Regions from separate parts of the Anas platyrhynchos genome. Here region 1 is linked to region 2. The links are chromatin contacts, called in public Hi-C maps. All regions are on one chromosome and are shown on one strand. Each heading gives the region's core, a stretch centred on a gene start, on an enhancer-like site or on the middle of the called end of the contact. The rest is flanking DNA. Distances are from core to core; before and after follow the strand shown. Region 1 overlaps TMEM266 (transmembrane protein 266). Region 2 overlaps LOC106019666 (a long non-coding RNA gene).

The links. Hi-C and Micro-C count contacts between places; a contact is called where the count stands out from the background.
Region 1: a Hi-C map of liver shows a contact between it and region 2, with 5 times the contacts expected there. The contact joins two enhancer-like sites. A contact is called at or near these places in 3 of 8 Hi-C or Micro-C datasets (liver, skeletal muscle and subcutaneous adipose tissue).

Annotation. Positions count from the first base shown.
Region 1 is chr11:11,606,279-11,612,434 of IASCAAS_PekinDuck_T2T, reverse strand. All of the region lies in intron 5 of TMEM266 (transmembrane protein 266), which reads right to left. Among named protein-coding and RNA genes, the nearest start is that of NRG4, 11 kb to the right of the region's middle. Within about 2 kb of position 2,199, at least 3 of the 8 cell types and tissues checked have an H3K27ac peak or open chromatin away from gene starts, as enhancers often do.
Region 2 is chr11:11,489,983-11,495,847 of IASCAAS_PekinDuck_T2T, reverse strand. LOC106019666 (a long non-coding RNA gene) reads right to left here. Exons shown (of 11, transcript XR_005268637.2): 5 at 2,395-2,525; 6 at 1,872-2,201; 7 at 1,684-1,738; 8 at 1,524-1,600; 9 at 1,254-1,342. Among named protein-coding and RNA genes, the nearest start is that of UBE2Q2, 8.3 kb to the left of the region's middle. Within about 2 kb of position 3,402, at least 3 of the 8 cell types and tissues checked have an H3K27ac peak or open chromatin away from gene starts, as enhancers often do.

The DNA of each region.
Region 1 (6,156 bases), core at 950-3,449, 120 kb before region 2:
TGTAAGGGAAAAATGGAGACTGGAATAAAGCCTTCATGCAATCTTGATTTTTTAACGGATTTTATTTGACTCCCTCTCAAAACAGGAGAGCCCATCTGTACTGCAGCTGGTATTTTTGTTGGGTTTTGTTTGTTTGTTTTCTGATGTATTTCCAAAAATAATGTGAGGGAATGGCCCTGTTTAATTAGAAAAGTTTTTAGTCCTATTCCCTTCTTACATTTATCTTCTCTTTTCCAAAAAGATCTGTTTTGCCAGCATTTTAACACTGCAGGGTAGCTTTTCCTCTGTCCTATTCTCAGAATGATCAGTAGAGGGCCTAAAAACATTCCTTTAAAAACTCCGTGTAGTCAAGATTTGCAAATACACCAAACATACCACTAAGAGTAAATCACCTGTGATTCTCAGCATGCTTTACATGCAGCCATGATAATCTTTGTTCAAGCTCATCGTTACTCCTAGAACTGCTACGGAATGCAGAGTTACTCCTCTGTCTGTGTAGCAGCAGTATCCCACCAATTCCAAAAAACTTCTGAATGAAACTATCAGCTTATGACTGAAAAAGCAACAATTTTAAGAGACCAAGTGCAGATCACCTGCATGCTTACACCTACATATCACTCACAAAATATATAATTTGATTTCAAAGATGCAAAAATGTTTGAAAATTAAGCCCTAGAAAACCACCTCCAGTTTCATATTTTAATTCACTACACCAAGGTACATTTATTTAAAGCTTGTCCTGTGAATGGACATTAGCACCTTCACATCACTGCCTAGCAAACAAGCTCTTCACAGATCTCCTCCAAGTCCTCTAAATCCACTGACACAGATGATTACATCGTGCTCTAAAAAAGGAGCACTGCGTGTTTTTTTTTGCTGGGTGCTGGAAGGATAGCTCATTGCTCCTGCTACTTCTACACAATTGTATAATGGAGTGATCTTGCCTAGTTTTTGTTTTTTTTCTTCTTCTTCTTCTTACCTCCTGTAAAGAAGAGATATAAATAATAAAAGGAACTGTGCTAGAAATGTATCTTAGATAAACCTAGTGACACACAAACCACACTGGATCCTAGTATAAAGATCTTTTCATCTCCTTTAACTCTTTAGCCTGTCTTACTAGAGTATCTCTTTCTCCTGATGTATAAGGTTTGTCTAGCCAGCGGATAAGGAATCTGGTATTTGAGGAAAACAAATCCATACCAGAATTAGAGTAGGTTTAAATTTACATTCCAAATCCTGGCCATTTCTCCTCTAATACTACGGAGCAATGCTAAGTTTAGAGTTTACACTAGAAATTCAGCCACAAATATATTCCAGAATAATAAAAGTTAAATTATACAGCTCATAAATTTATCTAGAGATTATAGAGAAACCATATGGTTTCTATATGTTAAAAAACAACAACAACAACAACAAAACTGTTATTTTGTTCAGAGGACAAATACAGCTTCTGTTAGTGTCCTGACTGTGTTGCCTGTTGATGCCAGGCACTGTTTAAGATACACGTAAAATGTCACTTGGGACAACATTACTGCATGACTTCAGTCAGGTTCTTCAGGTATCTCAGCTACTCTATATAGTAGGAGCATCATTCACCTGTCTTGCAATACCTGGGTGAAGTAAATAAATGCACTAGAATTGGAATATCTCAGTTGATGACTAAAGTTTTGTTATGGGAAATTTAAATATGTAGTGGAATTTTACCAGGGGTAATTCTTTTTAAAGATACTTTCAACACATGGCTTTGTGGAAAACCAATCTGTCACCATCACTGCTAGTATTCTTAATAAACAGCTTGGAGAAAAGAACATAAGGCAAAACTGGGAAAGGTTTAACACATTTCTTTGGTAAGGAACCACTACAAACAATTTGTTCAAGCTGTTAACAGCTGTCACTGTTTCTATTTTCTGGTCTTGGAAATAAATCCCCCCAAATCTGTATTATACCTTACCCTGCCTTTTTTTTTTGGCTCAGCAGCAAGTGTTTGCATCTCACAAGACAGATATGGTTAGAAAACAGAAGGATGGATGAGATCCAAATCACTATCTGTAGGAGCAGAAAGGCCATGGTCAGGAAGTAAGTGAAACACAGAAAGGTTAAATAACAACACAAAATCTGGCTGAGACAAAACAGACAGCAGAGCCTCACAGGAGGCCGCAAATAGCAGCTGGAGGCCTTGAGCAACTCCAGAAAGATTCCTCCAGCCTTCAACCTAAACTCACCCATGGCCAGTTTATACATATCTGTTCTCGTGCCAGTCTTGTACTTTAGGACAGTTAGCTCTTTTCCCTTGCTGGCATTTTGTCTGCAGTGCATTTATATACAGCAGTGACATCTCCTCATTTACTTTAGTCAAAGAAGTGTGTGCTTTTTGTAACACAGACACTCAGTTTTTCTGACTGCCCTTGTGAGAATACAGACAAGATGAGTGGTACATAATACTCTGGAATAGGTTTAATTACATGAATGCTTCCCAGCTCTCCCTGAAGTATCTTACTTGATGCTCCTAGGCTTGTTTCTGCCTCCTTCATAGATACATATGACACCATTTGCTCACAGGCATCCCATGATTACTCCTCTCATTAGAAAATTGCTTATTAGGCTTTGTTTTATGCTAAAGTTCTTTACTGAAATATTAACATCAGACTTAAAACCAACCTTTAAGAAGCACAAGAACAGCCACATGAGATCAGAAGAGAGGTTTGATGTCCTGTCTCCAGTAGAGGCCTGGAGCAGATGTCTCAAGATAAACACGAACAAGGCAAATAGATATACTTCCTGTTCAAGCTCTCCCAGCATCCAACTATTCTCAGCTGGAGGACTTACTGAGCCAGATGTGGTTTCTAGGCCTCTACTTAGTAACCTTCACTGAATTCCTTTTCCACAGACTTGTCCAAACTCTCCCTACGGTCACATAAGCTATTAGAAGCCACAGATCCTTTAACAAGTATTTCCACACATCTACTGCCCCCTAGGTAAAGTACCAACCACCTTTTTGTTTGTTTTCAAAAGCACCTTACTCCAGTAAAGTACCCTGGCACTTGGATTGAGGGAGGGGCTGTCACACTTTAAAGTCTGTGTCACCAATTCCACAATCTCAGTCAAACCTCACATCTACCTGCTCTATCTAGGGCTTTTCCAGACTGAAGAGCCCTAGCTTATGGAGTCATTTCTCCAACCGAAGTTGTTCTACATCTTGGATCACTGTTTTCCTTTAAATCTTTTCCAGTTTTTTTTTTTTTTTTTTTTTTTTTTTTTTATCTACCATGTCCTTTTTGACAGGGACCAGAACTACACACTCACGTTCAAGATGTGGGCAAAGCTTGGATTTATAGAGATCCACAATGATGTACTGTTTTACTCTCTACTCCTTTCCTTACAAATTCTAACACTTGGTTTGTTTTTACACTGCTGCTCAGCACTTAGCTCTCCTTCTAGACTAATAGTCCTCTTTTCCACATTTCTCCCTTATCCAATTGCTCATCCATCTTTCAGTTGTTACACCAAGCCACATCCTCTTCAAGTTAGACAATCATTCCCAGTTGTAAACCAGATAAGTCAAATCCACATCACTTCCACTCTCCAAAAGTCTTTTGCAAACAGTGGTCTGTGGGCTACATCTACTACATTTCTATCCACAAAAAGTACCTAGAAAAAGTAAGTTCTGTTGGGAAAAAAAATAAAAAAAAATTGACAACCCTAAAAAGTTTGCAAACCACTAAGCTAGATACATTTATTTATAATAGGCATTCCTTCTATCAATTGGCATTACTGATGAACGACATTAGGGGAACAGAGTCAAAGGCTTTAGGTACTAGGATAAACACAGTAACAAGCTATTGAAGACAACAACCTTTACAAATATAAATGCTTAAAAGGATCTGTAGAAGAAAAGGAAGTTTCTAAATCACTGAACATCCTTTAACACAGCCCAACATTTCATGCATGCTCTAGTGAAGAGCTGGGCACCTCTCAAACTCTGTAGCACCAAATGCTCACTTTGTGCTGCAGTGCAGGTCTTGATTTTGGACCAGAGCACCTGTGTGCAGCAGCAGTGATACAGTACCACATAGAGGACAAATCAGCACTACAGCATGTAAAATAAGTTTAAAGAAGCTGCTTTTGTAAATACAAGGAGCTTGTTCACTATAGGAAATGGTTCTGCCATCCAAAACCCTTGCACCTTATCTCTAGCTTGGACCTGATTATTCACCACGTATCGATATGGTGTGCTCCAGGGTCTTCATGAGGTGCAAAGAACCTTTCAGAAAAGGGACTGTACTTTAAGTATGCTTCCAGATGAAGACAAGAAAAGCAGAAAACAAAGGAAACATAGGAACTTAATCCATTTGAGTTCAATTGGTTAAAACACCTGTAAGCCTTGCAGAAAATATAAGTAAAAACCCTCAAAGAGATCAAAATAAAAACTAAAGCGTGAATATGAAAACCAGAAATAATGGCATACACTGGATGCAATTACAGAAGATAGATCAAAGGAACAGACGTTCTTTTTTCCCAGAATGGGTGAACAGATTCATCAAGGACAGCTTTCTACCAATTTGAAATGATAAGCTTGCAGGAATCTTTCCCGTGTTAACTTTTGAAACTGTGCATCTCTGTGTTCTCTGGTCAGTTTTGGTTTTCCTTCTTTCTTATTTCTCTCTCTATCCCTTCACACATCATTTATTTTCCCAGCTATTCCAACTGTTTCCTTCACTTTCTGGGAAGGAAAAGAAAGCTGGGACCAAACAACCCTAAGACATGATCATAAATGATTAAATTACAATGGCATGATGTTAATGTCAAGTGAATCATATTAACTGTGTCAACTCCAAACCTTTACAGCTGTTGATGTAAAACACCACATTTGAAAGCATCTTCACATTTCAAAGTTGTTTAGCATACAGAAACTCAGGAACTGCAACCCAAAACAAATACAGTGTAATTGAAAATTGGTGTACCTCCCTCCCCTTGCTTCCCAACCAGAACCAAACACAGATCGTTACTGAGAGAGGCTCACTGCCTAACTGCTTATTACTTCACCAACAGTACAGTCTATCACACAACTGACTGTAAATTCTTTTATAGGTTATTATGAATGATACCTCCTAACTGGCGTTTAAAGAAAATACGAGAAGAAAAGCTAGCGCATACCACAATCTACATGTAGACAATTTCCAAACTGTTCTCCATTGTTTTTATTGGCCATTGATGCAGAAACAGAGGAAAGTATTTTTTTTGGAGGACAGAACACTTGACAACAAAGAAATTAAGAGTGGCACTTAGAGTTAATAACATTGAAAAAGTTCCTTAGCTTTCTGGGTGATTATGCTCTTTTCACGCAAACTGAGCTCAGTGCAGACATAGACTCTCCATTAAATTCACAGACACAAAGAAATTCTGCTTTTGGTATACACATATCATCTAATCTGTTGCAGATATGTTAGAAATGAATGGTGGTCTGGGCACCCAAGGCACAGTTTTGGAGTTAATCATGGAGCATATCACAGAGCAGCAGTATCTAAGGACAGTTAAATGAGTTATCTGCAAGGCAGGTAAGCAGGACTAATGAGTAACAAACATCATTCTCATATCGGTTCTGAGAACCAGGCTACTATTTATTCACAGGGCTCTGCTGCATGGAGGAGACAGACCTTTGTAAACACAAATCATTACAGTCACATAAAATTAAAAGTGTTTTAGTTACGGACTGCTGGCATTCATCAGAACACGTGCTTTTCCTGAAAAGGCAGAACCCCGGTTGCATTAATGCGGGGCACAGCAGCCTTGCTGCAGCTAGGAAGCAAGGCAGATGCAGCAGCCCCCCTACCCCACACTGCAGCGTGCAGAGACCACAGGCAGCTCACTGCTTCTGACTGAGAGGAGGGCAATGCCAGCCAGAGAAAGTTTTTTTCCTGCCTAATAGTTACACTTTTACTACTTACAGGTGTATTTCAGGGATTGACTTTGTGTCATAAAATCTGCAGTCCTTTCTTTGTTGCTTAGTGCATGGATCATAGTTGTAAACTGAATTTCTGATGGAAATAGCTCAAACTTCCTACATAATTCCTTTGGTAACATTGAGAGATGGAAACTGCCTGCCCTGAGCATTTGATACAATAGAGCAAAGCCACATCAAACTGCGCTAAATAAGGC
Region 2 (5,865 bases), core at 2,153-4,652:
CAAGGGGCGGGACTCGGAGCACAGACCTGTGAAGGGTGACTTAAAAGGGCTAACCACCAGAGCGAGCTCCTCGGCTGTGCACACAGATCCTCTTTGACACGCTCCAATCCCAGATCTGGCTTGCACTCACCTTAGCTGCAGGCACAGCACGTGTGTGTGACACCTACAAGGATGCAGCGGGGCAATACGCTCACCAGGATGATTTTCTTCTCTAGACAAGACTCTTACCGTGCCCCCGAGTATCTGAGAAAGAGCTGTCTGGCTCAGAGAACCAGCCTCACACCAACACTGCAGCTAAACGATAGTTAAACAGAGATATCCTAATGCCCATGGGGACAGGAGGAGAGCAGAAAGGCTGGAGGCAAGCAGCTGAAGGATCTTAATCATCCCCTCCACCACACTAGCACATGACTGGAGTGTAACCAGAAGTGGATGTAATGCACGATCCTGCGTTTGTGTTCTGGCTTCCAAGCACTGCGAGCACTAAGTAAAGACAGGAATTATTGAGCATTGAGACAGAGAGGCAACTGGGGATTTAAGCAAGAAAAATAAACTGGGAAGGAGAAAACACGACCTGAATGCTGGACCAAACTTACTGGTGCAGTGATGGAGGAGACAACATCCCTGGGCAGCAATTGCAGAGCGTGCCAGAGCTGCCCCAGAGCGGCCAGCAAGGGGGGACGGAGGTGGGCAGGATGGGGAAGGCCAAAGGAAAAGGCTGCGGCTTCAGGGTGGTAAGGCAAGCAGGGCAAGGTGAACTGTAGCCAAATGTCCATTAGAGCCTGCTTAGAAACCTGCTCTGGCCAGACACATCCCAAAGTGAATCTCGGCACACCACTAAGTAGCCCGGCTTCAATTTCTGACAGCACGAGCAGCCCTGGCAAGGCCTGGACTTGGAAAGCATTGCTGCCAGTAGTGCAGGCAGCCCAGGTGCCTTGCAGCGAGCTGACACCAGACACGGAGCTCCCACACCACCCTCAGGAGGCAGCCCGAAGCACCCTGCAGGGCCAGCAGCGCCCAGACCACACCAAGAGCAACAGCACAGCACAGACAACACAGAACACAGACACCAAGCTGGAACTGCCCTGCCTGGCAGAGCTCATGCTGTACCTGACAGACCCCCCCACACCCTCTCTGCCTGACCACGACCAATCCTGAGAGGCCCCATCCACTGCAATGACTTCAAAGCACATACCCTGCTGGGTGCCCATTCACGACCCTGACCCAAACATAGCATTTGCCCCCCAGCTTACCTTGGGAATGCTGGGAGGCAGGTTCCATCCTCAACAAGGAACACAAAGGCTAGCCAGGATGTTGCTTCAGACACAAGGCTCCTCTTCACCTGCAGAAACAGAGTGCCATCAGGCACGCCAGCCAAACTTCTTCCAATGCAACACCCTCCTGAGAAGCAAAACAGTAGTCAACTGCCCTGCTCTGCTACTCAGCCAGATAGACAACTGCTAGACAACTCCCCACCCCCCTGCCAACCATCCCTCACACACAGTATCTGCCCCTTGACTTACTTCTCAGAGGGTCAGAATCCATCCTCAGCGTGGACCACAGAGGCCAGCTAGGATGTTGACAGTTTCTTCTTCATCCCCTGAAAAGAGGAGTCACCTAGAGGGGGGCGGATAGACTACCAAACTGAAACCTATGCCCGTTTTCCAACTTTTCTCCACTCACCTTCCTGATCCAGGTTTGGCGCTTCCATTTGCCATGCCGAGGCAAGGTCATGTGACTTAGACCAAGGAGAAAGAACAAACATGACAATCCACAGAACAGTCTATACCCACTCCTCTTCTTTCTTCCCCTACCCCAGTAGCCAAGCCCCAGACCCACGTCCTCCAACCCAATACCACTGCTTTGCTCACCTAACTTCCCAGAGATGCGTCACACTCCCTGCTCCTCTTGCACTTTGAGCATCTCCAGCATTTCAGGAACTGGAACCGCTGACATCTGACGTGACACAGGAACGTAGCAGGAGATGGACACTGCTGTCACAAGGTGCTTGCCAAGCCTGCCCACCAGGCAAAACGGACTAACGAAACCAACTGACCAACTCTTGACCCACAGTGCCATCCACTCACCCGCCTGGCTCATTCAAGTTTCTGGCTTAGTCCATGCCTATGACCAGAAGTTGGACTTGATGATCCTTATGGGTCCCTTCCAACTCAGGATATTCTATGATTCTATGACCTGGGCTACGAGAAACAAAAACAGAATGTCATACCTGTGATGGACACGCAAACAGGACAGCTCCTTGCAGAGGACTCAAGCACAGAGACCAGAGACAGAAAAAAAATAAAAATTAAAAAAACCCACAACCCTCAGGTCCACAAATGCCAACAGGCCATGAATGCACAGCAGCCCCAACAGGGGGCATCACAGACTTACCCTTTACAGCTGAAAAAGGCGACCCTGCTCAGTCTCTTGGCAATACAGTGCCCACGTGGTCAAGCCCCTTGCGGTGCGTACTGAAGCTCTTTGTGAATCCTCTGGAGTGTTATGCAAATGGCTTGATATATCTAGAGATTAAAACATAACCCAAAACCAGAAGCGTACCCCACCATGTCTCAAAAATAAGTTACCCAGCAACCTCTGCTAAACATCCCTCTATTAAGGGAATTCCAAGCACTTAAAATCTATAAGGCTACAAGGTCTAAAGTCTCTACAGCCAGCAAAACAGCAGGAAAAAGCTCCAAAAATGTAACAAACTGTCCCTAATCCTGAAAAAGACTACACCTTACGTGCCTACGGTTGCTGTTTTCAAATAGATACTGGCACAGGGAACTTGGATGATACATTTCCCTAAGCCCTGCTCCATCACCTTACCACCAAGGTTGTGACTTTGATAATATTTGACACACAGGTGAAGGCATAAGGTCACATTCACAGTAAGCCCCTTAATTCTGCAAAAATCATAAGGGACCTAGAACCACAGAGCAAACACGCCAAGTAACATCACCTTCCCATCCATAAGCGTGCTGTGACAACTACTCACCTGAAGAAGAGATGCGTGCAGTAAAGGCACCTACTACTACACAGATTGCTTTACTCTAAAACATCCCGCTAGCTGTTACCTCAAAAAGACATCCTAACCTCTCTTCACTGGGAAACACATCAACCTGCAGGCTCTGCCTCCCCTGAGGAGCCCTGCCCCTGGCTGAAGGAGCAGCAAAGCTCCCACCTGCAGAGCACCTCAGGCAGAAAGAGCTCTGCTGGAATACCTGCGGCTCAGACACTCCCAGACCCTACCTGGCACCCACCCCAAGCACCGGGGGAAGGGGAGGGGCAGAGCACAAGAAGGGAGCAAGGCAGCAGGAGGAGGAGCAGCTGCGGTTTTGTTTGTTTGTTTGTTTTTATCAGGCTTAGCCCAGCGTTGTGCGTTCTCCCGAGAACTACATTTCCCGGCGAGCCCTGGGCACCAACATGGCCGCCCGGTGCCCGAGAACACTGAGCAGAACCCTACTGAGGACCCTAAAAACCACGGCTGGCACCAGTTTCTCACCTCAAGAAGTGCTCCCAAAGGGAGTCCATATTTTTGGCTAATGCCCTGTTCATACAGGTGAGCTCTGGTTTGTACACAGGGCAAGACCGAGCTTCTACGGCTATTGCCCAGGCTGTAGTCAGTGCCTGAGTTTTAGAAAGTTTGTGGAACAGTTTCTGGTTTTAGTTCTATGTTTATATTAAATACAGTTTAAACAGGCCAATGTGTTCAAGGGGCAGGAAGAGCAAGGTCAGTACAACATCAGGTGGTGCTTGTCAGTGCCATGGCACGAGGAAAGGAAAGCTCCTTGATAACCACGGAGACAAACCTGTACCTGCAGCACTGCACTGTGATCTCAGCAGAAAATCAACAAGCAGCAGAGCAAGGGGCGGGACTCGGAGCACAGACCTGTGAAGGGTGACTTAAAAGGGCTAACCACCAGAGCGAGCTCCTCGGCTGTGCACACAGATCCTCTTTGACACGCTCCAATCCCAGATCTGGCTTGCACTCACCTTAGCTGCAGGCACAGCACAGAACCACCTTGACACGGCACAGCGTGTGTGTGACACCTACAAGGATGCAGCGGGGCAATACACTCACCAGGATGATTTTCTTCTCTAGACAAGACTTAATGTGCCCCTGAGTCTCTGAGAAAGAGCTGTCTGGCTCAGAGAACCAGCCTCACACCACCACTGCAGCTAAACGAGAGATAAGGATGGAGGTGGGCAGGATGGGGAAGGCCAAAGGAAAAGGCTGCGGCTTCAGGGTGGCGAGGCAAGCAGGGCAAGGCGAGCTGTAGCCAAGAAATGCCCATTAGAGACTGCTTAGAAACCTGCTCTGGCCAGACACATCCCAAAGTGAATCTCACCACACGGCTAAGTAACTGGCTTCAATTTCTGACAGCACGAGCAGCCCTGGCTGGGTGTGAGCTTGGCGAGGATTGCTGCTGGCTGTGCAGGCAGCCCGGGTGCCTTGCAGCGAGCTGACACCGCCACCCAGCGCCCCACAGCGCCCTGCAGGGCCAGCAGCGCCCAGGCCGCACCAGGAGATGCTTGTGCAGGGCGGCAGTGGCTGTGTCAGTGCTCTCAGTTTTCTCTGGAGCCTTCAGGACACTCAGTGCTGTTGTGTCTGATGCCTAAAACGCACTGAAGGGACTGTGCTGGAACCCTGCACGGGTCTTAAACCCAGCTGTCAGTCCAAACTGAGTCCCCCAGGTAAGAGAAGGGGTTTGCTCTGCCCTTTGCCTGGCTCTTCCTCAGCTTCTTGACGGCTGATCAGGGCTTAAATTAAGGAAGTTTATGCAGTAATTCTAGCCCAAACAACTAACCTGGGGAATTATCCCTCTGCACGGCTCTTGGGCTCGTGAGCCAAGCCAGCTGACCATAAATACTCATTCTTCACATCAGCCACACTATTCAGTGACATTTTTTAGAGGTAAGATTGTCTTTTTGTCCAGGTACTCTAGAGTCAGCAAAATCAACAGCATACTTACTGGTTTACCCTCACATAGTTCTACAAAGGCTCAGAGCTTCCTCTCCAGGCAAGGAGATAAGCCAGGAACATTTCCAAGTCCCTTCTCCATTCACAAATATGTTGCTTTTGGTAAGAGGAGCTTTTAGGAGTACGCAGTGATTTACCAGCTGGTGGAGCTCAGGAAATAGCAGAGATTTGTCTACAAGCATCCTCTGAACTGGAAGTGAGTTGTGACTCAGCCACATTTATTACCCTGCTTTTTTTTTCCACAAAAGCCAATGCCTTTGGGATCTTTGTGCTTTGCTGCTGGCAGAAGCAGTCACAAACACACGACCTCACTGCGGGGTTACTGCCACCTTCATCTATCGAAGATGTGCAGAGCAGCGTGTTTCCTTGGCACTAACTGTCTTCAGTCTGTGTTTATTTTCTTGGAGACACAAGAATGTTTTCATACTTTTCTCAGTTACTTTGAGTGACAAAATACACCTTAAAATAATAATAGCAATTGTTAAACAATCCAGAAAATGAGCCTCTAAAGAAAAGCACAAAATACCCTGTCAGCAGCTACATCAGAAGTTATTTAACTTGCAAGCATGAGTGCTTGTGTCAGACTGAAATTACAACCAAATTTCCACATTTTCTAGAGTTTTCTAATTGGAATTCTCTTCATACATTCAATAGAACTAAAAAATGTCCAATGTTCTAAGCATTGGAGCTAGTTATGAAAATAACTCAGATTATTCAAGTGATTAGAATTCCTTGGTGATGTGGTTTAGTGGAGGTCTTGTTAGTGTCAGGTCAGAGGTTGGACTGGGTGATCTTGGAGGTCTCTTCCAACCTAGGTGATTCTGTGATTCTGGAACACTTTTTCGGATTGCAGAAGCAGAGACAGGGATGCAATCTAA